2 separate regions of the Oryzias latipes genome follow, and region 1 is linked to region 2. The links are chromatin contacts, called in public Hi-C maps. All regions are on one chromosome and are shown on one strand. The core of a region is the stretch at or near the end of the contact, and the rest is flanking DNA. Distances in the headings are between cores, read along the strand shown.

Evidence for each region. Hi-C and Micro-C count contacts between places; a contact is called where the count stands out from the background.
Region 1: a contact with region 2 is called in a Hi-C map of fibroblasts, with 2.9 times the contacts expected there. The contact joins the promoter of ccdc146 here to the promoter of LOC101158653 in region 2. A contact is called at or near these places in 2 of 5 Hi-C or Micro-C datasets (fibroblasts and gastrula embryo).

Annotation. Positions count from the first base shown.
Region 1 is chr23:12,612,883-12,617,759 of ASM223467v1, reverse strand. ccdc146 (coiled-coil domain-containing protein 146) reads right to left here and starts at 1,353. Exons shown (of 21, transcript XM_023952484.1): 1 at 1,210-1,353; 2 at 466-614. The coding sequence starts at 573. fgl2 (fibroleukin) reads left to right here. Exons shown (of 5, transcript XM_011491048.3): 5 at 1-296.
Region 2 is chr23:12,464,267-12,468,874 of ASM223467v1, reverse strand. It overlaps LOC101158653 (ras-related protein Rab-19-like), which reads right to left and starts at 3,205. Exons shown (of 4, transcript XM_004083011.4): 1 at 2,297-3,205; 2 at 782-965. The coding sequence starts at 2,491. LOC105357076 (tetraspanin-8) reads left to right here and starts at 4,512. Exons shown (of 9, transcript XM_011491045.3): 1 at 4,512-4,608.

The DNA of each region.
Region 1 (4,877 bases), core at 104-2,603, 150 kb before region 2:
GAGTTCAGTTTTTTTCGTAGTTTAAAGACTCCCTGATGCCTGATCAGCTTTTAGTCTTCTGCTATGAAAACAAAAAGTGTACATAAAAATGTAAGTTTAGCATGTGATATTTTAAAGTGTGTCCGGTCTAGTAGAGAAGCCTGTAAATAGGAAGGATGAGGTGCTGCATGCCCTTAACAGATAAGTGAATGAGATGTTTACTCAAAGAGCGACAGACATTATTGTTGGAAAGTTATTTTAATGTCTATTTACTGTCTGTACTGGTTACTTTAATAAAAAAAATAGTTGTGCTTGAAATTAAGCTGTTTTTTAAATATAAAAAAAAAGTTATTGGTCAGAATTTCCTTTGCATTTACAAATCAGAGTTAGACAAACGACTTCTCTGGCACATAATATGTCATTTAAAACGATTTTATATGTCTGTCACTGTTGAACAATCTGATTGAAAGTGACATGACTCCTTACCTCTTCAAGATATTGAAAAGCAGGACAGGCAGAGACAGCGACGTTGACAGAGGGCTGATCTTCCTGGAGAGATGGATGAGGTGGAGAAGTGTTCCCTTGTTCCTCCATGCCTGGAGGCTTATTATCTTGTTGATCCTCAAACAGAATCTCTAAGGGAAAGCAAACAACTCTATAAATCTACACATATGATTCAACAGAGAATGCACAACACATTACCAGAAATACTATTCTGTAGTAAAAAGGGGTCTATAGGAAGTATACTTGGTATATAAAAGTGAGGCAGTGTACTTGAAGTCTATTTTTCTATACTATCTATATACTGTAAACATGGAATGTTCCAATTTATTTTGTATTCAGAAGTATACATGGTGTAGTATACTTGCTATACTTACAGATATTTAGTAAAATAAACGTTGGGTGCACTACTTTTTGCTAAGAGATATCTGTGCTTAGTCACACGCACAATTTGTGTAGAAAAGCAGAGCAAAAATGGTTAATGATGAGTATAAATTTTAAGTTTGTTATGTGCATTGATTTGATCCGGACGGTTGGATATTTTTTCGGTTGAATTTTTGTTCAGGCACATTTACGAACGCCACGTTAGCTTGAAAAGAAAAAGTTGAGCACGAGCGTTTCGGTTTTGCATACTAAGCTAGTGGCTACCGATTTGAAACAAAAAAAAACAAAAAACAAAAAAACACGAAAGTAAAAGTTTAAAGGTTAATTTTGTTCGTTTATACTCACGCCTACAAGACTTTTCCGCTTCTCCGTTTGCTTGAAGTTCGACCTCAAACAACTTTTAAAAGAGTTGACGAGACAGGCACACGCAGGCAGAGATTTACCCTCTAGTTGTAGCGCGTTACCATGACAACGACGCTGCGCGTTGTCTAAAAAAGACATAAATAAATGAACAGAACCCTAATACGTGTAGCACGTTAGCCTAAAGGTTAAATTGTTAAATTGGAAACACTATATATATATATATATATACACACACACACACACACACACAGACATAAACAGTTCTTGTCAAAGTGTTATGTCCATATTGTTTATCAATTAACTGAGTTAGTAAATTGTAAAGTGCAAACCTATGCAAGAGGTTGCAAGGACATTAACTTTACTACATAAATGCAAAAATTCCCAACTAAAGAACCATAAATTAGGATCAACAAAAATGTGAGTTTTTAGACAGATATAGATTTAATTATTGCAGCTGTTTAAGGGTAACAATATGGTGAATTGATACTAAAGCCTTTTTTTTTAAATAGAACCAGTTGACTTTGTTCTGGTAAGATGTCTTAAAATAAAACACCAAAAGATTAAATTAAATCTTTAAACTTGCTATAAAGACTCATGTTTTGGTATATTGGTCTGCTAATCGGAATTATATCTTTAAATAAGTGCGTATTGGTCAGTAAAATAGTTTTATATCTTTAAAAATTAGGAGGTTTTACACAAAAGAACGTATTTTTACACAGTTTCCCCCAATTATATCTTATTTAAATGCTACAACAGCCCAAATCCTTATTTTTTAGAGCACAAACATGTTAAAATGACTCATTTTGAGATACATTTCTTTAAAAATTACACATAAATATGTGTTTATTTTCAAACTCTTGTTCTGCCATTGCTAAATATATTTGAACTGCTGTGAGTCAAAAGAAGTAAATCATATCATGAAACAAGACAGCTTACCATTCACAAATAAAACTTGAGTAAAATATTGTTTAAAAAATCAGTGCGTTTGCTAAAAATAAGATGTTTTTAAGATCAAAAGACTCAAGATATATTGTCCAAAAAGTGTTATGTCTTACTAAAAAGTTCTAAGTATGTTAGTTTTGTCTTGAATCAAGTATAATCAGATATTTACACAAGAAACCAGACCAAAATACTTTGTGTGATTTAGTTTTGTTGCAGTAAAGAAGATCCATAAAATGATGACTGATTGAAGTTGGTATGGAAGAACTTGACGGGCCTGCAGAGACCTGACTTACACTGATAGAATATATTTGGAATAAATTTCAATCCAACATGCCCTGGAAATGACATTAAAAAAAACTAAACTACAATGTTCCCTCAACTGTACAATTTTTGGCATGAATTAGTGCTCTGTGTGCACAAATTGGCATTATATTGGTATTTTATGTGGAACATTAGCATTTTGTGGATAGTAATCAATATTTTGGTCACAAATTAGCAATAGCAGCTGATATTACTAAAATACTAGTACAAAATACTATTAAAATGCTACTTTGTGGCCACAAAATACTAATTTATGCGCACAGAATACCAAATGGTGGCAACAATTTATAAATTTGAGGGAACAATTTATAATTTTTTCTAAAGTCATGTCTAAGGCGCTGTAATTTTAGTAATCAAATAGCTTTAGGCTGTCATATTATGTCATCCACACACATTAGTCATCCAGCAGAGGGAAGCAGAGAGCTGTGCTCCAGTTTGCCTGCCCTGTGTGTGGCGGCATCAAATGCCAGCTGGATTGGAGGACATGCTGGGAGGCCTACATGCAGAAATTAAAAACAGACTGAGCTGAACTGAAGAGACTTAGGTGATGATGATGTAACACTGCTCTTGACCCATTGCCTTTTTCCCTGCAGGAGTCATCACTCACTCCCTGGAACAGCTGCTGGGGGGTGTTCTTATGTATGAAGTATAAAATACTCAGTTTCTGTTTGAGACCTTTCTTCAAAAAGATTTGTATTGAACTGATGATACTTTGGGTGTTTTAAACCTGTTTAAAAATCATTTCCTAAATAGCTGAATTACTAGTTTTAGACTCCTTAAGTGCTAATTTTTCCCTTACATAGAGGCTCTTGCATGAACAAGCCTTATCGTTATAGTCTGCAGTAATAAAGCCACAGATTTAAGAGTCATTACATTGATGGCTTTTCCCGTTCCTCAGACCTGATTTTCTGTACGATCAAACCAGCCGTTTAAAGTCATCAGGCAAAACGACTGACTTTCCCAGATAATGTCATTTTGTTTGGCTATTATCCCGCACATACAGGATTTTCCCATGCATGAAGGAAAAGAAAAAAGGAAAAAAATCAATCCAAAGCAACAAAAACGAGATAAAACGGGGTGATCCTACCCCAATATGGAAATAAAAAAAGGCTCGACATTCACTGGAGTTTACAAGCCCTCATAAAGTCAGGTCATATCACCTGGTGTTCAGATGTTTTTCCTTTTTTTTTGCCTGTTTTCAAATGAACTTTGAAAGGTTTCCGGCAGCGCAGCTGTGTGAACCTCTGAGCTGTGCCAGGCTCCGGCAGACTGTTTTATGAAAATTCGCCCATCTGTTTTTTCTGAAAATGACCATTTGTGGCTAAATTAACAAGGCCAAAAAAAAACAAAAAAATAAAAAAGAAAGAAATTGGAGTTATTTTGAGACTTATGAAGCCCAATAAACTTCTTAAACTTTAACATTGGGAGTTGGGTCATCTAGACCAGTGTTTTTCAACCTTTTTTGAGCCACGGCACACTTTAACCTTGACAAAAATCCCGCGGCACACCAGCATCCAAAAAAATAGATAAATAAAAAAAAAAAGAAAAAGCTCAGTCTGTATTGATCTACAGCCGCTCTGCAATCTCACATGCATTTTTGTGATAATTATTGCAGAAAACGCTGGAAACTGCAGCTGTTTTTTCTAAAAGATGTATTAAAAATTAAGTCAAAAGATTCAAAAACTGATGTGTGTTCGTTGTTTTAAGACGTTGAGAGGAGAGACTCATTGTGCGCTAAGACAGTCACTTTACTGCATCATGGGAGATGTAGTGCCCGTAATCCGCCGACCGCAGAAAGACCAGCGTCTTTGAGCTTCATGGTTTTGTTCACTTGTTCCAGTCTGATACCAGATTCTGTGGAAAGCTACACCGCTAAAGACGAGCTTTAGCTGGTATTTTTGTTAGAACAGAGAGACTTTTTTGCGCTAAATCGAAACAAGGAAGTGAATACTTTAACCACTTCTGATTGGTCAGACTGATGACATGTGATTAAGCCTTCAAGAATGATTGGTGGAGACAGTTAAAGGGGCGGGACTTTTCCTCACACAGTTATAGCTGCAGCTAAATCGCGGTATCCCGTTATTCTTATCAAAATGTCTTTAATAGAATCATATAAACACAAAGAAAAAATAATTTTATGATATTTCATATTCTTAACTTCTCAGTGTTTTATCAGGGCCTGTTTGGATGAACAAAGAGCTGATTTCCTGGAGATGGTAATTGCTTTTAGATCAGTTAATGAGGGCAATTTCTCACGGCACACTTGACCATCTCCCACGGCACACTAGTGTGCCGCGGCACACTGGTTGAAAAACGCTGATCTAGACGCACTACACAGTGCTATGAAACGTTTTCTTCAATGATTTATGATCTTCACTGGTGTCTAT
Region 2 (4,608 bases), core at 1,956-4,455:
ACATCTCCCATAATGCATTGGGTTATAGGGACAGCGCCTCAGCGCACAATGAGTCGTCCTTGTTAACGTCTTAAAACCACAAGGAACACACAGCAAACAGTTTTTAAATGTTCTAACTTTATTTCATCTTTTATATAAAACAGCTGCAACTTCCTGCTTTTTCTGCCACAATTATCACAAAATGCACGTGAGATTGCGGGGGGGGGGGTCTGTCGATCAATACAGACTATGAGTTTCTGCTTTTTTTTTTTTTTTGGATGCTGGCGTGCCGCCGGATTTTTGTCAAGGTTAAAGTGTGCCGTGGCTCAAAAAAGGTTGAAAAACACAGGGACAGAGGTCTCAGAAATATGTGTATCAAATAAGATACTAATGGTAGTATAGCATTTACATGTACGATATTGTGGTGTTGTTTTTTAAAATGCCACTCTAAATTGTTAAAAAGTATTCCATGAAGCCCTCATATGATTCCAAACTCTATGATCCACAAAGTTTTAGTGCAATCTAGCAAGAAGATCAGATTTGTGATAATCCATCCATCCATGTATTTTCTAAACCCACTTAATCTTTTTTGGGGTCACAGAGTTGCTGGAGCCTATCCCAACTACTGTTGGGCATTGGCAGAGTATAACCTGGACAAGTTGCCAGTCCATCGCAGGGCTGTGTATGTGTTAGAAGTCCAGGGTGTAGCTTGCCTTTGCGGTTGGGATAGGCTCCAGCAACCCTGAATTGGATTAAATGGGTTTTGAAAAAACAGACAAAGAAAAGTCCAGTTCCCACTCACCTATAAGCACCAGGACCACGTTTGCCGCCCCATACAGTTCCACCTCCCTGATCCAGTGGCTCACCGAGTCAAAGGTCGCCCGTCGCGTGATGTCATAGGCGATCATGGCGCCGTGTGCACTGCGGTAATAGCTTTGGGTGATGGTTCGGAACCTCTCCTGACCAGCGGTGTCCCAAACCTGCATCTGAGCAAAGCACAGCATTACACCAGCACTCAAGAAACTCTTCAATATTTGCGCACAGGAACACTGGAAAGTGTCAGGAGAGCAGTTGTCTTGGCCCCGATGGGGAGAATACAAAGAACTTTGTGTTGTCATTGAGAAAACTCCCCAAGGACTGAACCAACCTCTCTGGTGTCGTAGCAACTACTTCAGAATCACCAGAGACCATGCAGGGTCTCCTTTTACCAAACCAGAAACAACATTTATTTAGAATATTTTTAACTATATCAATCCTTTTACATGTATGACTAACAGTCCGTTTAAAAAATATATTTTTCGTTTTTCTCACGTGTTGGCTTTGCAAACATTCCAGATAAACCAGTACATACTGTAGATTGTTTTTTTTTATAATAAAAAAAGACCTGTCACAATAACTGCTTATGATGACACAAGAAAGTGTGTGCATTTCTGTCAGTGGAATGAGGATCTGGAATAACACAGAGGGAAGTATCATAAACATGTTCAAATGTTTAAAAATGAGTTGAGAATTTTAAGTGTATAAATTAGAAACAAGAGGCTTAATGGGACCATGTACAGACAATTTCCTGAAGTTATTTCTGATACCTTAATGTGTTTTTTTTATCTTTAATTTATTATATGTTTAACACGTAAAAACAATCATTGTAAGATGTTTTAAAAGAAAGATTTTCTTTCACTCCTTTACTCCTCCTTTACTTTGTGATTGAAAAAGGGAAATCAAATCAAACCAAACATCGGAAAAGCCAAATGAAGCCAAAAGCTTCCTTTTATCAATTTTTACAGCCTTGAGGTTCATAAAAAAGGGGCATTAAGATGAAATAAATAATTCATCTTAATGCACTTTATGACTTGAAAAACAGGTTTAAGTTTGATAATTAGTCATGAATTGCTTGATTTATTTATTTGCGTTGCGGAGTCTTTCTTGTTTGAATATTTTATTGGTGAGAGCATTAAAAAAAAAGTTGAACTCCGTAAAACCCATTTTAGCTCCTTTCTTATACTAAGTTTTGATCGATAGAAAGTGCTTTTCAGAAAAGTGAATGCAGAACTAATCATGATGCTAACTTCCTTTTTTAGAACAACAGGAAGGAGTTCAAGGGGCGTTCTACTCTTTGTCTGCACAGACAGCTCAGGCAGAAGAACCCGAACAACAGGTTCCTCAGGTAAACGGCTCACTTAACTTGTTTCGGGCGGAGCCAAAGTGCGCTGTAACCAAAAGGAGGCGTCACCTCTAAATCGTTTGAGAAGATGAATGACAGTTTGTGGGCATAGGTCACCATGTCCATACAGAACCACGCATCACAATGGAGACCAACCTTGACCTTCTTGCCCTCGATGTCCAACGTCCTGACGGTGAAATCAACCCCGATGGTGTTCTGCTGTTTCTCGGAGAACACCCCAGATTTGAAATTCTGGACCACGCAGGTCTTCCCAACGTTGGTGTCTCCTATCAGAATGATCTTGAACAGAAAATCGAAGGAGTCGTCGTGTTCTGGCCCCGATTCCTGCATGGTAGATCTTTAAAAGTTTGAGGGTTTTTTTGGGACGGAAATGTTCCTTCTTGCTCCTTGAATATTTAACCTTTAAGGTCAAATAATGTTGTGTTTTCTTTATGAGTTTTGACAGACAACTCTGCAGTTCAAGTGAAAAAAGTTCCAGTTATTGAGCAGGTGGTGCACCCAGCAGCAACTTTGTTTAGACTAGGAAGTCCTCATGTGTTTTGCTTAAATTTGCAAAAAATAGAATTTAATAATTCTATTTTTTTTTACAAAATGACAAAAATTCAGTTGCCGTCTTAAAAAAAAAAAAAAAAATTCAAATCAAAAAAGGTTATAACAGGATCAGTCTTTAAAAACAAAAACAAAAAAACCCCACATGTGGGATTTTCTTTCCAGTTTTGTCCTCCTTCGTCCGTACGCCCCCCAGGCAGATCCGACCTCCCCCCTTTCCTCTTGTAGGACAGAACAGACTCAGTTCAGTTTCTCATTTTAGCTCAGGTGTTGACTTACTTTGTTGCCCTCGGCAGAACACGGCATGAATTCACATCCTTTTGGGTCCTCGTGAGTTCATGTTGGGTTCCAGGATCTTCTTTTTAAAAAGGAGTCAGGAGATGGAAGTTATGATCCTCTGGGACACCTGCTCCTCTCACGCTCCGACTTTCTCCTCTAACCTTCTCTTTCTCTCCACATAGCTTGTGTGGTGACAACACAAACCTGCCCCACCTGTTCTCCAGTTATGGCCCTGCCTTGTAGCTCCTGTGGAATTGTGGGAAATGTAGTAAAAAACCACAGAACAAGCTCAACAGATGAAAAGTTTGTTTCCCTGTAATAAATGTTGATGTAGCTTCCTTTATCAGAGGGTATAAGGAAGTAAAAGTGAATGGGGCTTAACTTTATGAGTTTACCTCTCCATTTCATGTAGTTTTACAGTGTAATACTTCTCCACAACATGACAAAACAACAGGCGCAGCTTTTATCTGACGAGGTAAAAGCAGAGACTTTACCTAAAAAAATACAAACTTAAAAAAAGAAAATCAAATCCAATAAAACATTTTTTGAAATACTAAAATGAAATCAGAGCAAATCAAAATGATTTCAAATGCTAACTATCTGGTTTTCCAGTTTTTGCAGCCTTGAAGTTTAAAAGCATTAAGTAAATAAATAATCTAGATGCACTTTATAATTAGTTTAATAATTTATTATTACTATTACTATTTATTTTATATTTGTGCTAAGTGCGAATTAAGCTACAATTATAATTAAAAAAAAGGATTTTTGTGTCCAAAAAATTGATTTTCTTAGAGTACTGGGGATGTAAATTCTGGCATATTTATGTTGTAGCCCTGCTCAGACATTGATTAATATGAATTGTTCTAACTTAATTAAATAAAATAAAAAACTGTAAAAAAAAATAAATAAATAAAAAACAATCAAAAGAGGATCAGACTGAGACTTTAAAAAGTTTGACTAATCTGCCCATCTCCGATTGTAGAGATGTGGAACTGCACTCATGTTCAAGGCCGGATATATGCACTGGCGGGACAGTGCCCCCCACCCCCCATATCCAGTGACTGCCACTTCCCCGGAAAAATCCACAATTTGATGAAAGACCCCCCCCCACACACACACGCACACACACACAAATAAGGGGGCGTGCCCTAACCCGTTAAGTACAAATGGTCATGTCAGGAAAATCTTTGAACAACAAAAAATGTAGCACGGCTTTCTGAGAATTTTGGGGCATCGGAGGGGACACCCCAAACTTTCAGTACACCTTAGCCCCCTCCACACACACACACACACACACACACACACAATGTTTCACCTGCACCCCGTACCAATTAAAATCCGACTAAATCTGGTTTTACATCTGACATGACTGGATTTGAGATTTTAAAAAAGTGAATATTCTGAAAACGAGTCATAATATGTCTGCAGATACAAATTTTTTATTTTATTTAGTGTTTGATTGATTTAATTAACAGTAATTAAGCTTTAATTGCATGTAATAGATCCAAACACGAGTCAAATTCTTTTTATTCGCTCAAAAATTCCGTTGTGGGCATCCCACGTGCAGCCAGTCGGTGCCAACCTTTCCGAGTGTCCTCGAAGGCCTCACAGCCAGCGCA